Linked DNA regions of Mus musculus: region 2 is linked to region 1. Evidence: chromatin contacts called from public Hi-C data. All regions are on one chromosome and are shown on one strand. The core of a region is the stretch at or near the end of the contact, and the rest is flanking DNA. Distances in the headings are between cores, read along the strand shown.

Region 1 (7,711 bases), core at 2,436-4,935:
TGCCCAGCCCTATGTGGGAATCTTAAAAAGAGACTAAATACATTTTTTTTTGTCAGATAAAGGGTAAATTTTGGGGAGGGGGCAGAAGGGATAATACTATGGTTTAGGGAGACATGTTTACATGTGAAGCTGACAATGAGTGGACTTGTGGTGGTCAGTTTTGATCGTCAATTTTATTGGATTAAAAAACTACTAGGAAATAAGGAAAGTCGTGAAGGTGTTTCCAGAGGATTCACTAAACAGGGAAGACCTGCTCTGCATATGGGTGCCACCATCCTATACATTGGAGACATAAATGGAATAGAAGGGGTGACAAGGAAGCTCTCTGTATGCTGCTTCTGATTATCGTGAAGTGAGTCTTTGTGCCCTACGATGCTCCTGTGATGAGCTGGAAACTCTGAGGCCAAGGAAGCATGCTCTCTCTCAAGTTGTTTTGCTTAGATTCCTGCTCACATACAACAAACCCTACCCAGGGCTTCTGTTATATATTAACAAATAGCACATGGAACAAAGGGATTTGTGCCAGGTACTCCGGGGGATGTTGTGTGAGGTTGATTTCTTGACTATGACAAAACTGCTCAGATTCTTTAAGTGTGCTGTGGACAGGTTAAATGTCCAGAATTCACAACTTAGTACTAAAAGTCCCTGTGGCCAGATATATTTGGAATTTAAGGCTTTTCCAGATCTTAATATGGTAATAATGAGAATGCACTATTTATTCCATAGTGTTCTGCAGAGCGAGGTAAGGCCCCGTGATCAAACACATTCTTCTACAGCAAATACATGGATATTTATCTGAATACACCGGACAGAAGATATCAACTTTATTCTGCATTATAATTATTTTAATTTTTAGGCCTTTCTGGAGCGTGACACTGGATATGATGGTGAACTTGCACTGGGTGTTTTTCCCTAAACATCTAGAAAGACTAATGGGCCTCTTTTGTTTTATTCTCTTGGGGTACCAGGGATAGAATCCAGGGTCTTATGCATGCTAGACAAGTGATCTACCATGGAGTTATGTCTAGCCCAAATTTCACAGACCTTTGAGTATATCTGCATCTACACAGTCAAACACTACCCTTTGCCCTCTCCTGTGTTGATTAGATGAGGTGAATATCCTGGTGGCTGAAGAAGTAGGGAGAAGCTGAGTACCTAAGATTGTTAAATGGAGCCTGTATATCTGGCTGGGGAGTTATGGCAGGCAGGCACTAGGTGAAAAGGAAGGACATAAATAACAATGTTTTGGAAATAAATATGTTATTGTTGTTTTCTTACAAATGTTTTAAAAATGTAGATTTACTTATTTTATAGGTATGGGTGTTTAGCGCCTATATGTATGTGCAATATGTGTGTGCCTAGTGTTCATGGAATTCAGAAGAGGGTATTAGACTGCCTGAAACTAAAGTTAGAGATGGTTTTGAGTTACCACGTGGATGATGGCAAAGAAACCCAGGTCTTCTGCAGTAACAGCAAGTGCTCTTAGCCACTGGCCCATCTCCTGCCCTTTATGGCTGATTTCCTTTTTGTACTCCTTTAGTTTTTCAGATGCCCTTTAAAAACTACAAACTTGGCTGGGCCAGGGTGGCATGTCCTCTAATACCAGCCCTTGGGAGGTAGAGGGAGTTGGATCTCTGAGTTCCAGGTCATCCACAACTATGTAGTTGAGACCGTATTTAAAAAACAAACAACCAAGAAAAATGCCCCTCTCTTTCTATCTTACTGTTGTTTTCTACTCTAAGAAGTTATTGCTCTTCAGAGGAGACAGGACCAGGGCTGATGCTCATCCTAAGGGCAAGACCTTGGGTTCCTGGGAAGATAACTTCCTGTTGTTTTGGCCCAGAACTGAGGTAGGGTGGGTGGAATGCAGGCTTGAGGCCAGTGTCTCCCTGGAGGATTTCCAAGAAGACTTCCTGATTTAACAAAAACAATACAAACACAGGGAAAACTCTGGAGCCTAAGAGGAGATACCTCTGTGAGAGGAGATACCTCTGTGATGGAGGTTTGTACAGAGAGCAGCCCCAGGTCAGGGTGTCCTCTCTCTGTGTGTCCTGATGCTTAAAGAAAAAATATTGTTATTGTTATTATTTATTAGTTATTTATTTTGGGCTTTTCAAGACAGGGTTTTTCTGTGTACCTGTGGCTGTCCTGGAACTCACTCTGTAGAACTCAGAGATCTACCTTCCTCTGCCTCCCAAGTGCTGCTATTAAAGACATGAGGCACCACCGCCTGTTTTTATTGTTATTGTGTGTGTGTGTGTGTGTGTGTGTATGTGTGTGTGTGTGTATTTGGGGATATGTGCACGTCAATGCGGGAGCCTCTGGAGATGGAGTTACAGCAGGAGGTTGTGAGCTGCTGGGACCTGAAGTAGGGTCCTCTGGAAGAATAGCAAGAACTAGTAATTGCTGAGCCATCTCTCCAGCTCTCAATCTGTTCTTTTAAGCAGCTAAGATGATTTTCCAAGTCTGTCATAATGGATGCCTTTAGTCCCAGCTACTCTGGAGACTGGGGTGAGAGAGTCACTGAGGTCTAAGAGTTTGAGACCAACCTGTACAATATAGGAAGAGTCTTAAGAAGCAAAATCCAACCCAAGCCAACAAAACAGAGTTATTTTCTTACGATGACAGGTAATTTCGAATCCTCTTCTTTCCTCTCCCTCATTGCACAGTTGATATACCGTGTCATAGTGGCCTAGGCCATAAGATATGGTAGTGAAGAATGAGAAATTCATTAGTAGGGCCATTTGACAATTGGCCTTTAAATAGAGGATAATTAGACCATATATGTGTGAGGTCGAGCCTGGATCACAGAGCTCCACTAAGCTGTACTCAGAGGGGTCAACAGAAGATACTACACATCCTAACCCTGGCCCCATTATCAGCACTATATTGTGCTACAATTTTATAATATTTTCATACAACTTATATAAGTTGCCCTACTATGTTATAAAACAACATATGTGGAGAGACACTCAAATATACATGTAACTATGTAGGTGTAGTATGTGTTTGTGTTACAACTTTAATTTGCTAAGTCATAACAATTAAAATATACTACAACTTTAATATTTTTGCATTTATTTATTTATGTGGGGGAGAGGTTGTATAGGTACATGCATAGAGGTTACAGGACAATTCGCAAGACTCAGTTCTCTCTACTGTGTGGATCTCTGGAGATCAATCTCAGGCCATCAGGTATGGTGGAAAGACGATCCCCCAGTCATCTTCGCTCACCTAATTTTAGTAATCTTTTTTGGTACTTAACAAATGTATCCTGAGCCTTAAATATTAAGATATATATGTGTGTGTGTATATATATGTGTGTGTATATATATATATGTGTGTGTGTGTATATATATATATATGTGTGTGTGTGTGTGTGTATGTGATGTGTACTATATACTAAATACTACAATACTATATATTATAAATTACACATTGTATAATATATACTTTATTTAAATTATAGTATAAATTATATTAATATAGATTAATGTAATACAATTAGTCTGGCCTTGTTTTCTTCTCTGATAAGGGTAAGGGGAGCTTCAAGGAGGAGACCAGAGTGTCTGGCCTAGCTGGACACTTGGGTCAAGATCACCTAAAGTTTGGTATGTTCTGCCTGCTGCTGGGCCCTGTTTTTCAGTTTCTCCCAACGCTGGCTTCATCTACGTCACGCTGGCGCCCTCTCCTGGGTGAAATATGACAGTGGATAGGAAAGTGCTCACGCTGCTGGCTGGAAAAGGAGAAACTTCGTGGAATGGCTTTTGGGCACTGTGATGGGACCCTGGGTGGAAAGAGACTTGGAGAAGGGACCTATTTAATTCAAAGCTATGTATGCCACGCTTGGGGTTTAGGAAGTTGTTCTGAGATCGGCAATGAGGGTCCAGACTATTGAGAGAAATGCTTTACTGTTAGAAATTCAAGATTCATTTCTTTCCCTTCTGCTTCCTGACTCCTTCTGATGACTGTGAAGTACCTGGCATCCAGGAGCAGAACAGCCATCCTCCTCCGTGCAGTGAGATGGGTTGTGAATTCTCAGGAGGAGGGGAGGAGGAATTCTTGCTGAGGCCACCTGGCCAAGGCTGAGCTCTCTTGCCTTTTAGTAAATAAACAACATTGTTTGGAGGGTGCAGGGGTCTTAGCCGTTTAGTAAAAGTACGTCTTCACTGCGAATGTGGGGGTTATCTCTGTGGGGTACACAATAGGATTTAGGCCTCCCAGTCCTTCTCCTCAACATATTGGTGAGCAAGTGAGTCCCAGTGAGCTTCTGAGATAAAAATAACACAGGGAGCCCGTGGCTTAGTGCAGCTGCTGTGGCGGGTGCTTTGACCGAAGCTGGTATCAAGTTATTGGGGAAAGAGATAGGTCTTTGAAGGCTGATATCACCAAGGCAGAAGTTTTAGTCATTACAAGCAAAACAGTTTGTACTGGCACAGCTTGCTTTGCCCTTCACCCCAACCTCCTCCAACATTACAATTCCTTTCATTATTGAAAATGGAAGCTCTAAACTGCGCAACAAGCAGTTCTTTTTCTAGTCTAGAGCTTGCAGAGTCCTAAACACGGTTTAGTTTTATACAGTCAAAGAGCACTAGTGTGTGAAGCTCTGGGACCTTAAGGTTACCCAGTTTGGGAATAACGTGGATACCAACTTGCTAGTCTTGTTTGCCTACTCTGCCTCCCTTCCTCCCTCCCTCTCTCCTTCCCTCCCTCCCTTCTTTCATTCCTTCTTCCTTAGTGTTGCTCTGAGCCTGTCAGCAATGGTGGCAGAACTAACCTCTAAGGTCCATGAAACAAATTGCAAAGCTCCTGAAAGCATACCTTCCTCTGCCCATGTGCCTAAATTATCCCTAGAGGATTGATGCCACAAGCCCTTGCTTGGTTTTGGATCCAATAGGAGTGTGGCCACTTTATTGATGGATAAGAAAGAGAAAAGGCAGAGCGGCAATAAATAAATAAACAAACGAACAAACAAATAAATAAATAAGCAAACAAAAGTATCTTTAGGAAGCAGTGTATGTCTAAGAATTAGGTCCGCTTTGACTGATGAACAAAGTGGATTTATTTGAAAAATAAATTCGGACTCATTATCAGATAAGTAGTAGAAAATTGTTCCTGAGGCACTAGGGAACAAACTTAAGACCGAATGAATTCTGGGCAAGCATTCTATCAATATAGGGTGAATTGGTTAATACATGCTATAGATCCTGAATACTGGTGTATGTGTGTGTGTGTGTGTGTGTGTGTGTGTGTGTGTGTGTGTGTGTGTGCAGGTGTGTGAAGGTATGTGAAGGTGTGTGCAGAGGCCACAGTCCAACTTCAGTATCACTCCTCAGCATCACCTCTGAGACAGTCTCCCATTGGAGCCTGAGACTTCCTGACTGAGGTAGACTGGCTACCCAGTGAGTTTCCAGGATCTTCCTGTCTCTGTCTACTCAGCATTGGGATTCCAAATGCTCATCACTAGGCCTGGTCTTTTGTCTAACTGGAGAGCAGGTCCTCCTGCTTGTACAACAGGCATGCCAATGACTGAACTATCTCCCAATATGCAGAAGAGGACTTAAATCAAATATATAGCTTAATTCATTATAGGACAAAACCACACATCTTTAAAAAAAATAAATCTTGGGCTGGAGAGATGGCTCAGCGGTTAAGAACACTGACTGCTTTTCCAGAGGTCCTGAGTTCAAATCCCAGCAACCACATGGTGGCTCACAACCATCTGTAATGAGATCTGGCGCCTTCTTCTGGTGTGTCTGAAGACAGCTACAGTGTACTTATATATAGTAAATAAATAAATCTTAAAAAAAAATCTTTGCAGCATCTCCAAAAATCCCATCAGATATCTGTGCCACACCATGAGCACCACTCCTCCCACGAAGTACCCCTCTCTGGATGGTTTTTGTTTTTGTTTTTGTTTTTGTTTGTTTTTTTGAGACAGGGTTTCTCTGTGTTGCTCTGTCTGTCCAGGAACTTGCTTTGTAGACCAGGATGGTCTTGAACTCACATAGATCACCTACCTCTGATTCCTGAGTCCTGGGACTAAGGTGTGTGCCACCACATACACTTACTCTCTGGAGTTTTGTAACAATCACATGACGTGCATTTGGGATAAGATATTTGCAATATCTTATCTTATTATATTTTCTTAGAATTAATATATTATTATATGCAATATATTATAGTATACCTTGCATTATCTTAGGATTAATATCTTGAATGTTCAACGAATTCCTGCACATTGAAGAAAAGGACCAGAAATCTGATTAAAATTGAGCAACAAATATAGTAGTAAATTAAAATTAGAAATCCAAACGGCTGACAACGGGACGAGAGATGGAGCTCAGTTAACAGAGTGCTTGCCTAGTGTTCGGGAAGCCCTGAGTCTGACTCCCACGCCTCTGTAATCCCAGAATGGGGAAGTCGAGGCAAAAGGATTAGAAAGCCAAGATCATCTTCATCTACCAGTAAACCGAGTCCACCCTAGGGTACAAGAGACTCTACCTCAAGCAGAAAAGAAAGGATTAAAAACTTAAGTGATGAGAGTAGCTGACAAACATGGAAAGATGGACTGAAATGGAGATCTCTGGTTTCTTTAATAACTCAGTTGTGGCGCGTGCATGCCCTCTCACAAGACAGCTTCCTGAAGAACATCACATGCCACAACTGAGTTGTTAAAGAAACCAGAAATTTCCACTTCAATGGATGCTCAATCTTAGAGCACTTTAAGCAATGTAAATTAAGTTATGAGGTCTTACACAATAGAAGAATACATGATTACTGTATGTGAGTCCAAGGGCTTAATTCCCAGCACAAAGCAACGACAATAATAATGAAAACAAGTTATTATCACTTTGTACCGATAGGGTCACAGCAAAGTAAGACGTGACAGGTAATCCACCGAGTGTGGCAAGGATGTGAGGGAAAAGGAACCAGGAGTGTCAGTGAAGGCTTGTAAAGCTATTCTGGATGCCATCTGACTATATTTCATGAATTTAAACATACATATGCCTAACGAGCCAGCAATCTCATACACGGCACATGAGCAAGCGTATTCATCAGAGGGGTAGATATGGAAACAGGTTGGTGTTCACCGGAGAAGCAGAAAAGTAAAGTGTCTGAATACACACACACACACACACACACACACACACACACACACACAGCAGTTTCATATAGCAGTCAGCTATGGTATAATACTAGTTACAGAGGCTAAAGTCATATCTATTCATTAAACTGTACTATGGCTTTTTTTTTTTTGGAGTGCCTATATACCCAAAGGATTTACACATTATATATGTACATATCTTATGGGTTAGGGAGAAGGATAAGCAAGGTCACAAACCAGGAAACCAGGAGTGATACCTACTAACGATGGGCATGATGTTACCATGAGCTAAAGAAATTTATCTTTGTGCTTTAATCCCAGTACTTGAGAGGCAGAGACGTGAATCTCTGTCTTTCCGGCCAGCATGGGCTACATAGAGAGACTTTATTTTAAGAAAGAAGACAAAACAAAACAAAACAAAACAAAACAAAACGAAGGAAAGAAAGGAAGAAGGAAGGAAACTTTGCGTCTCTGTAGCACAGGAGAAAAACTGCCCTCAAAAATCTCACAGAAGGTGGGTATGGTGGTGTACACCTTTGATCCCGCCACTTGAGAGGCAGGAGCAGGTAACCTCTGTAAATTCAAGACCAACTTGATCTACAG
Region 2 (7,711 bases), core at 2,363-4,862, 240 kb after region 1:
CCCGAGAACATGTCCAACTTCTTCCATCTTACTTCTTTGATTTGATGCATGTTACTTCCATTGGGAAATTCAAGCTAAGGTTCCAGTCTCTTTCATGTAGGAAACATTTATTTATACACTGTGTTTGTTTCCAGTGGAGGGAACCAATCCTAGCCTCAGGGATACAGGCGAGCACTCTAAATACTGAACTACATCCCAGCAGGGCCCAGAATCATTACTTTTCAAACTGTTTTTCTATGTAGTCTTAATCTTTACAAAGTAACTTTTCTATGTTGTTTGAATTAGTCTTTGAAAAGCTCCTTAGGGTGTACACTAGTACTCTATGCAGAATACAGAAAATGCATACAAAGTCTTCTATTTTATCTCAAGTAGAAGGAACATGTGTTAGTACCAGTAGCATAAAATTATTCTTTTATTTGAACAAAATTGGTACTTATTTCATGTGTGTTGCTGTTTTGCCTGCATGTATGTCTGTATACCACATATGTGCCTAGTGCTTGTAGAGGCCAGAAGAGTGTATCAGACCCCCTGGAAGCTGGTGAACTGGTTGTGAAGTGGGTGTTGGGAACTGAACCCAGATCTATTGGGAAGCAGCCGGTGCTCTAAACTGCTGAACCATTTCTGCAGCCCCATGTAATTAACTGTGTATGAGAAATAACTTTGATTTTTCTTCAAGTAGCATGCTATCTAGAATAAGAAATGAAGTGCGTCCCTTCTTGCAGGGAGAATTGCGGCCATTACCATTGTCATCATCAATATTATTACTGAACTGATGATCATACAGTCTTTTTTTACACAAAAATTATCATTTATCACAAAACAACAAACTAAGCTTCTGATAAAATTCAAAATATCTGTGTGATAGGCATCTTACCCCAACTCTCCATTGTGATCAGTGGGTACTGGCTCCATATTAAAGCGTGAAGTACACCTTCTGCATCTCCTAGGGACCTTTGGGTATACTGCGGCTTGGATGTATTATTTTTGAGACTGAAGCTAGGTTATGTGGACTTGTTCTCCAAAAAAATGAAGAGATGATGTCTTCCAGAGGGCCATCTTTTTAAGTAATTGAGACAAAACTGAACAAAACCACTACTAGTTGTAAGTGTAGTTAGTGAGTTTGTAGTTTGTGTCTTCTTGGAAGTGGAGTGCTACCACAAGCATACTGTCTGTGCTATTTTGAGTTGGTTGATCACTGAGATGGACCGTCAGAAGATACTCTGAGCTCATATCATGGACTGGAAACCCATAACTTCCAGCAGACTGTGATTGGAAGTTTGCTTTATCATCGCTTTATTCTTTGCTTCTGGCTCCCTCTGTGGAACTCCGTTAAGACTGCAGCATGACTTTCTAGTAATTTAACAAAGCCGTCAAGGTTTTATGTAGAAGAGATCAGGACCTTCTTTTGAAGTTTTCTTTTATATCCAATCACTCTGGGTGACATTTTGACCATGGGACCCCAGTTCTTTTTTTAAAAAATGTTAGTATGTGTGAAAACATTCCTCATAGCAAAGTTCCCCCAATAATGTATGAATTTGTATTATTCTTGAAATTGCTTTGTGTTAGTGAGAAATTTAAGGTATCGCCTGAGTGAATGAAATGCGTGTTGCACTTAGGCCTACCTAAATGTGCTCCCTTATACTTTCTTAGCAGAGTGCAAAAGACTTGATTTTTCTCCAACATTTGAATCAAATTCGTTTTTAAGTGCTCCTAATTTTAGCAAGTATTTCATGTTGGTAGTTAAGTTTATATAGTTACTGTAACTGCTCTTTTGGTTTGAGCTTTTAAAAGACAGTTTTAGGTTTCTCTAATCAGGTATTTTTGTTTTTTTGTTTTTTTTTTTTTTTAAATATGTTGCTCTGGACTTTGAGTATAGCTTAGTGATTGAGTGCTTGCTCGCTCTCTCTCTCTCTCTCTCTCTCCCCCTCTCTTTCTCTCTCTGTGTGTGTGTGTAGCAAAAGAGAGCATTAACCTTTTAGATACTTATTTTATCAAAAGTCATGAGATTTGCTCAACTCCTGTCAGAGAACTTCCTCCTGCATTAAATGGGAGTTAACACGGAGATCCACAACTAGATAGTAACAGAGGAGGAGAGACTTTTGCAACACTCAGTGGTAAATGAGAGGTCTTCACCAAACTCCTTCCATCAAGGATCAGGCATCTCTGCTGAAGAGGAGGCAGAAAGGCAGTGAGAACACACACAGCAGTACTGATGTGCATACAAACTGAAGAGACCGTGCAACATACACAAGGCCTACACAGATGGGGTCCTGGCAATGAGGGGTGTGGACAGAGGCTCTCACCCATAACCAAGAAGCTGTTTACACTTGATACAAAGGGGAAAGCAGCTCTCCTATGGAGTGTCACTGGGTGTGTCAACTGCATTACACAGCAGGCCCTATGCCCAGGAGTGTTTAGCCAACACAAAATAAACTCTGTAGTATTTTTGTAGACTTTTGTTTTATTTTGGTACTTTTTTTTTTTTTGTCCTATTATTCTTTTGCTTTTTATTTTTCTGTTTTTGTGTTGGGAGGTCGAGGTGGGGAGGAGGATCTGGGAGAGATTGGGGGAGGGGAACCATCATGAAAATATACTGTGAAAACATATCTTTCAGGTTTAAAAAGTCTTGAGTTATATAGTACTCTTACGAAGCTTTTGCTTGCAAGTGCCTCACAGTCTTCGGTGTGGATGGTTTGGAGTTTCTCATCCCTGGTGTTCTGTTATAGGCTGGGACCCTTCATGGTGACGAATGGCTAGTGCAGCTCTAGAGGTAATTATAGTTGAGAATTTAGTGACAATAAGAGAGTGTTTCTTTTAAAAAACTACTCAGACAAACTTTCTAATGTGATTGTCCTCTGTATCACATGTTCTTTCTGAGTCAGTTGCAGAGCAAACAAATGGGTTGGGGATTTGCCTCAGTGGGTAGAGTACTTGTGTAGTGTGTTTGAGGCCCTACGCCTGGTTCTCAGAACTTTATAAATCAGGGCGTGGTGCATGTTGGGTTGCAGATGGGTCACCGCATGCACTTGACCCTTGGGCGGGTTGTGTACATCTACTCATGTCCTCAAGTTTCAGCACCATGTGCATTATCCCCCGAGCCTTCTCCCTGGCCTGCATATATTTAATGGTGTAAAAACTATTAATTAAGTTATGCATCAGGCACTGTTTAATGCCTAATTTAAACCTTCCCATTTTCATTATTATAATGAAAATATTCCTCACATTTCTGCCTATTTTCAGATAAAAACAGTGTTAAGTACCATACTTTTAATTTTACTAACGACTCTCCTGAGGTATGACAATCATAATTAACAAGAACGTTTCTGCCTTGGTGCCAGGGATCCCATCCGGTGCCTCCCACATGCGAGGGAAGCACCTCCCCACCCCTACCTACCTCACTGTGCCCTCTGCCTTTGCCATTTTACCTAACGCTAGTCATTGCTCAATATGTGTGCTGTGAAAACATCTGAACCCGGGGGTTGCTCTTTTGGTGAAGGAACTTTGATCTTTATTTTCTGATCACGAGCTTTCAGTTTGAATACAGGTTGGCAAAACACTTGTGAAATAGAATACCTAGTGGTATATAGCTTTATGTTCCTGTCTGTGGCGACCACTTTGAAGTGGTGTTTTCTCCTTCCATAGAAGCCTCCCAGGCATGGCTTCTCAAGGGCACTGTGAGTCATTCCTGCCTTGAGAGCAATTGTAAACCTCTCCTGCTTTGCTCTCTCATCATCTCTAAGGAAATGTGTCAGTTGTCTAACTAGTTTCATTATTGATATTTGGCCTGTTAGGGTGTCTTAGTGATTCCAATTCCTTTAGGGTTTGTAATTTCTTTTTTCTTCTTTTTCTTTTCTTTCTTTCTTTCTTTCCTTTTTTTTTTTTTTTTTTTAGTTTTAAGATTCTTAAGCTGGTGATAGTGGCACACCCCATTGATCCCTGCACTCAGGAAGCAGAGAGGCAGGTGGATCTGTGAGTTCAAGGCCAGCTTGATCTACAAATGAATTCGAGGATGGCTAGAGCTACACAGTGGAGCTTGTGTCTTCAAAACAAAGTAAACAGAAAGATTCAGAGATGTTCCTGAAAATTTTGTGTTTTGAGATAGGGTCTCACAGTGTGCCCCTGGCTGACCTGGAACCCACAAACGTGTGCCTCCACAGTCTGATAAAGGCACGCTGCCCCACAGCCAGCCCAGAAGGTTTCTTGACCTCCCTGATCTGGTTTCTGGCCAGATTTTACATTAGAAGAGCTAGGTTGTCCTGTAATTTTGTTTCCTTCCATCTCATCTCAGGAGCCAGCCAAAGGTAAAGTTCCCTCTGTCTTTGTACCTTTACGCGCTCAGTATACTTTTGTTTTTAGGCTTTCTTACTTATGTTTGGTGATTGGGTCTCAGGGTATGTCCCTGGCAGGACTGGAACTTGGTAAATAGGCCCGATTCTCCTTAAACTCAACCACCCTCCCTGAGCTGAGGTTAAAGGTGTTCACTAGCATACCTGACTCAGTATGCTTTTTAGTGAATAAAATGTCTTGAATATCCAGAATGTCTCCAACTCTGACTCTACTCGTTCTTTATTCCTTGATGATTCCCTCCTGAGGTGTTAACAGTAGGACCCAAGGTTGCCTGCCTCCAGTCCTGCCCCTTCTGTCATTCTGCTTATTAAGTAACCTTCCGTTCACTTTGTCCTGTCCCCTCCTAATGGTCCACCTCTATGAAAGGTGAATTCATCCCACAGTTGACTATAATGTTAACAGACTTGAAGAGATGGGTGTGGCTCAGCATGCCTAGTTCACTTGTGAGACCAAGGCAGGAGGTGATATGTTAGAATAGTGGCTCGAGTTGGAACATAGCACACCAGGCCAAAACAGTTCCACGTGTAAGAGGGGCAAGGTGGCAGCAGAAAAGAGAAGGGGGGAAGAGAGAGAGAGAGAGAGAGAGAGAGAGAGAGAGAGAGAGAGAGAGAGAGAGAGAGAGATGGGGTATGGCTTTCTTTATATATATGGGTAATGATGTAACACAAGTAAAGGTAGGAGGTGAGCTAAGTGGATTCTGGGGATATGGTGGCTGTTGCCTTGGTAATGGGTCTGCAGGTCCCACCTATGTGATGTCACAGGTTTCAGAGGTCCTGATGCCAACAGGAGGACTGTCTTGAGTTTGATGTCAGCCAAAGACAGACAAACACCACCAAACAAAATTGCTTTAGTGGTTCTGTAATTGTCCAGTGTCAAGCATGGCTTGTAAGTTGTTGCTAACTGGGACCTTGCCTTCTCCTTCAGTGATAGCCTCTGGAGTCAGCTTTCTTCTGTCACCCCCCACCCTTTTCAGAAAAATTTAGCCACTTCTACCTCCCCAATTCAGCCCTAATGAATTTGTTCCTACTATACTGTAATTTTTCTGAGAGTCTCTAATATTAGACTGAGTTTCTTAATGACTAATTACATCCCATTATGCTGGCTACTCTACATAGTTTTGTGTACTGCATTTTGTTGCTTAAATTCCTAAATGCTTATGGATTATGGAATAAGTATTCCTTGAAATGAAAGTTAAATTAACAAAATTATGTTCTATCATTTATGAGAATTTTAGAAAAATTTTTCCTAAAGCTTAAGGTATTATCTAAAGGTATATCTAAAGGTTTAATGTGTGTGTATGTGTGTATTTCTACGATCTATCTATATAGATATGTATAGATTGTCTACATCTATAGGTGGATTTGTCAGGCAATTCAATATAATTCTGATGTTTTTATAGTAAAGACTGTAGAAAATAATGATTTTGATGCACAATCCAATCCTAAAACTAGAGTAATTAGGAGCTGGGGTGCTGCTCAGTGGCATAACACTTGTTGGGAGTGAGGTTGACGGTTGAGGAGAAGATACAACATCTTTACAGCATAATTTTATTCTTTACATAATCATATACCCACATATGTACACATGTGTGTACATGTGCATGTATTTATTTGTAGCTCTAAGGTATATTGATAAGAGATTAAGAAATGAAAGTAAAGAAACTTTCTGTTGGTCCAGTTTGACAAAGAGCAAGCTCAAATTGGTATTCTCTGCTGGCGTCTTCCCTCCGACCCTGAAGAAGGACTTTGTTCTCTGTTTATTGAACAGCACAGAAAGCACGAGGTGGGTGGGAAAGAGATGGGGGAGGGATTGATTTATCACAGAAACTTTTAAGGGAGTTTCACCAGGGAAGACTTCACTTCCCAGGAGACCTAGAACAGCACTTAGAACCACACACGCTATCAGCCTATATCTGCATGCTGCCTGCAACAGTTATAGGGTATTTGTCATTTAAGGTTGTTTTCAACTTTCAAGGTGGCTGCTTTCAGTAGGCAATTACCGTGACATAGTTACATACACACATTATTCTGGGAGTGTGGAAGAGTTTGTAACTCACGACTAAAGGATAGGTTGTAAATGTTGTTTGGGAAATCTAAGACATTGCAAGGTTTGTAACACTGCTTTTGGAGGTTAAACAGCAGGACAGCAGGTTAAGTAGTCTCAAGTTCTAAGTAATCTCAAGGCATTTTATTAGGTTAACTGCAAGTTTGGGGTCAAGAAATACTTTCAGAAAAATGTATCACCATACTAGGGAGTACTGAACCCCCTGGGCTGTCACGGGGTCCAGGTTAGTTGACACTGTTGGTCTTCCTGAGGAGTTCTTATCCCCTTTGGGGGCCTGAAATCCTTCCCCCTATTCTTCTATAAAAGTCCCCAAGCTCCATCTACTGTTTGCTGTGGGTATCAACATCTTTCTGAGACAGCTGCTGGGTGGAGCCTCTCAGAGGACAGCCATGCTAGACTCCTGTCTGTGAGCATAACAGAGTATCATTAATAGTGTCAGGGATTGGTGCTTGCCCATGGGATGGTTCTCAAGCGGGTTATTGGCTGGCCATTCCCTCAGTCTCTGCTCCCCCTCCCCCCATCCTGCATTTCTTGTAGACGGGATAAATTTTGGGTCAAAAGGTTTGTGGGTGGGTTGATGTCCCTGTTGGTCCACTGAGGTTCCTGCCTGCCTACAGGAGGTAGCCTCTTCAGGTTCTATATTCTCAATGCTGTGAGTCACAGCTAAGGTCACCCCCTATTCTGGAAGTTGCTTTTATTTATCTTTTCCCTTCCTGTTTCTCCTTATCCTTCTATTTTGAAAGGTACTGTATAAAATCATGGTTCTTTATAACATCGCAGCTATGTTTATGATGTATTTCTTTCTTACTGGTATGCGGTGCAGAGAAAACCAGAGCTGGACATTGGTTAAACCAGTAAGACTGGGGCTGGAGCGGTGCCTTAGTGGTTAAGAGCATTTGCTCCTCTTTTTTTTTTTTTTAATTTTTATTAGGTATTTTCTTCATTTACATTTCCAATGCTATCCCAAAAGTCCCCCATACCCTCCCTCCCCCCACTCCCCTACCCACCCACTCCCACTTCTTGGCCCTGGCGTTCCCCTGTACTGAGGCATATAAAGTCCAATGGGCCTCTCTTTCCACTGCTGTCTGACTAGGCCATCTTCTGATACATATGCAGCTAGAGGCACGAGCTCTGGGGGGCGGTGGGGGGGTACTGGTTAGTTCATATTGTTGTTCCACCTATAGGGTTGCAGACCCCTTCAGCTCCTTGGGTGCTATCTCTAGCTCCTCCATTGGGGGCCCTGTGATCCATCCAATAGCTGACTGTGAGCATCCACTTCTGTGTTTGCTAGGCCCTGGCA

The links. Hi-C and Micro-C count contacts between places; a contact is called where the count stands out from the background.
Region 2: a Hi-C map of cerebral cortex shows a contact between it and region 1, with 3 times the contacts expected there. The contact joins two enhancer-like sites. A contact is called at or near these places in 23 of 484 Hi-C or Micro-C datasets (B cells, the Ba/F3 cell line, the C2C12 cell line and 15 more) and 2 of 115 datasets of contacts at active chromatin or transcription factors (CD8 T cells and memory CD8 T cells).

Annotation. Positions count from the first base shown.
Region 1 is chr14:20,869,831-20,877,541 of GRCm38.p6, forward strand. No RefSeq gene overlaps it. Among named protein-coding and RNA genes, the nearest start is that of Gm30212, 15 kb to the right of the region's middle. Within about 2 kb of position 3,686, at least 47 of the 459 cell types and tissues checked have an H3K27ac peak or open chromatin away from gene starts, as enhancers often do.
Region 2 is chr14:21,109,404-21,117,114 of GRCm38.p6, forward strand. All of the region lies in intron 3 of Adk (adenosine kinase), which reads left to right. Among named protein-coding and RNA genes, the nearest start is that of Adk, 61 kb to the left of the region's middle. Within about 2 kb of position 3,613, at least 51 of the 459 cell types and tissues checked have an H3K27ac peak or open chromatin away from gene starts, as enhancers often do.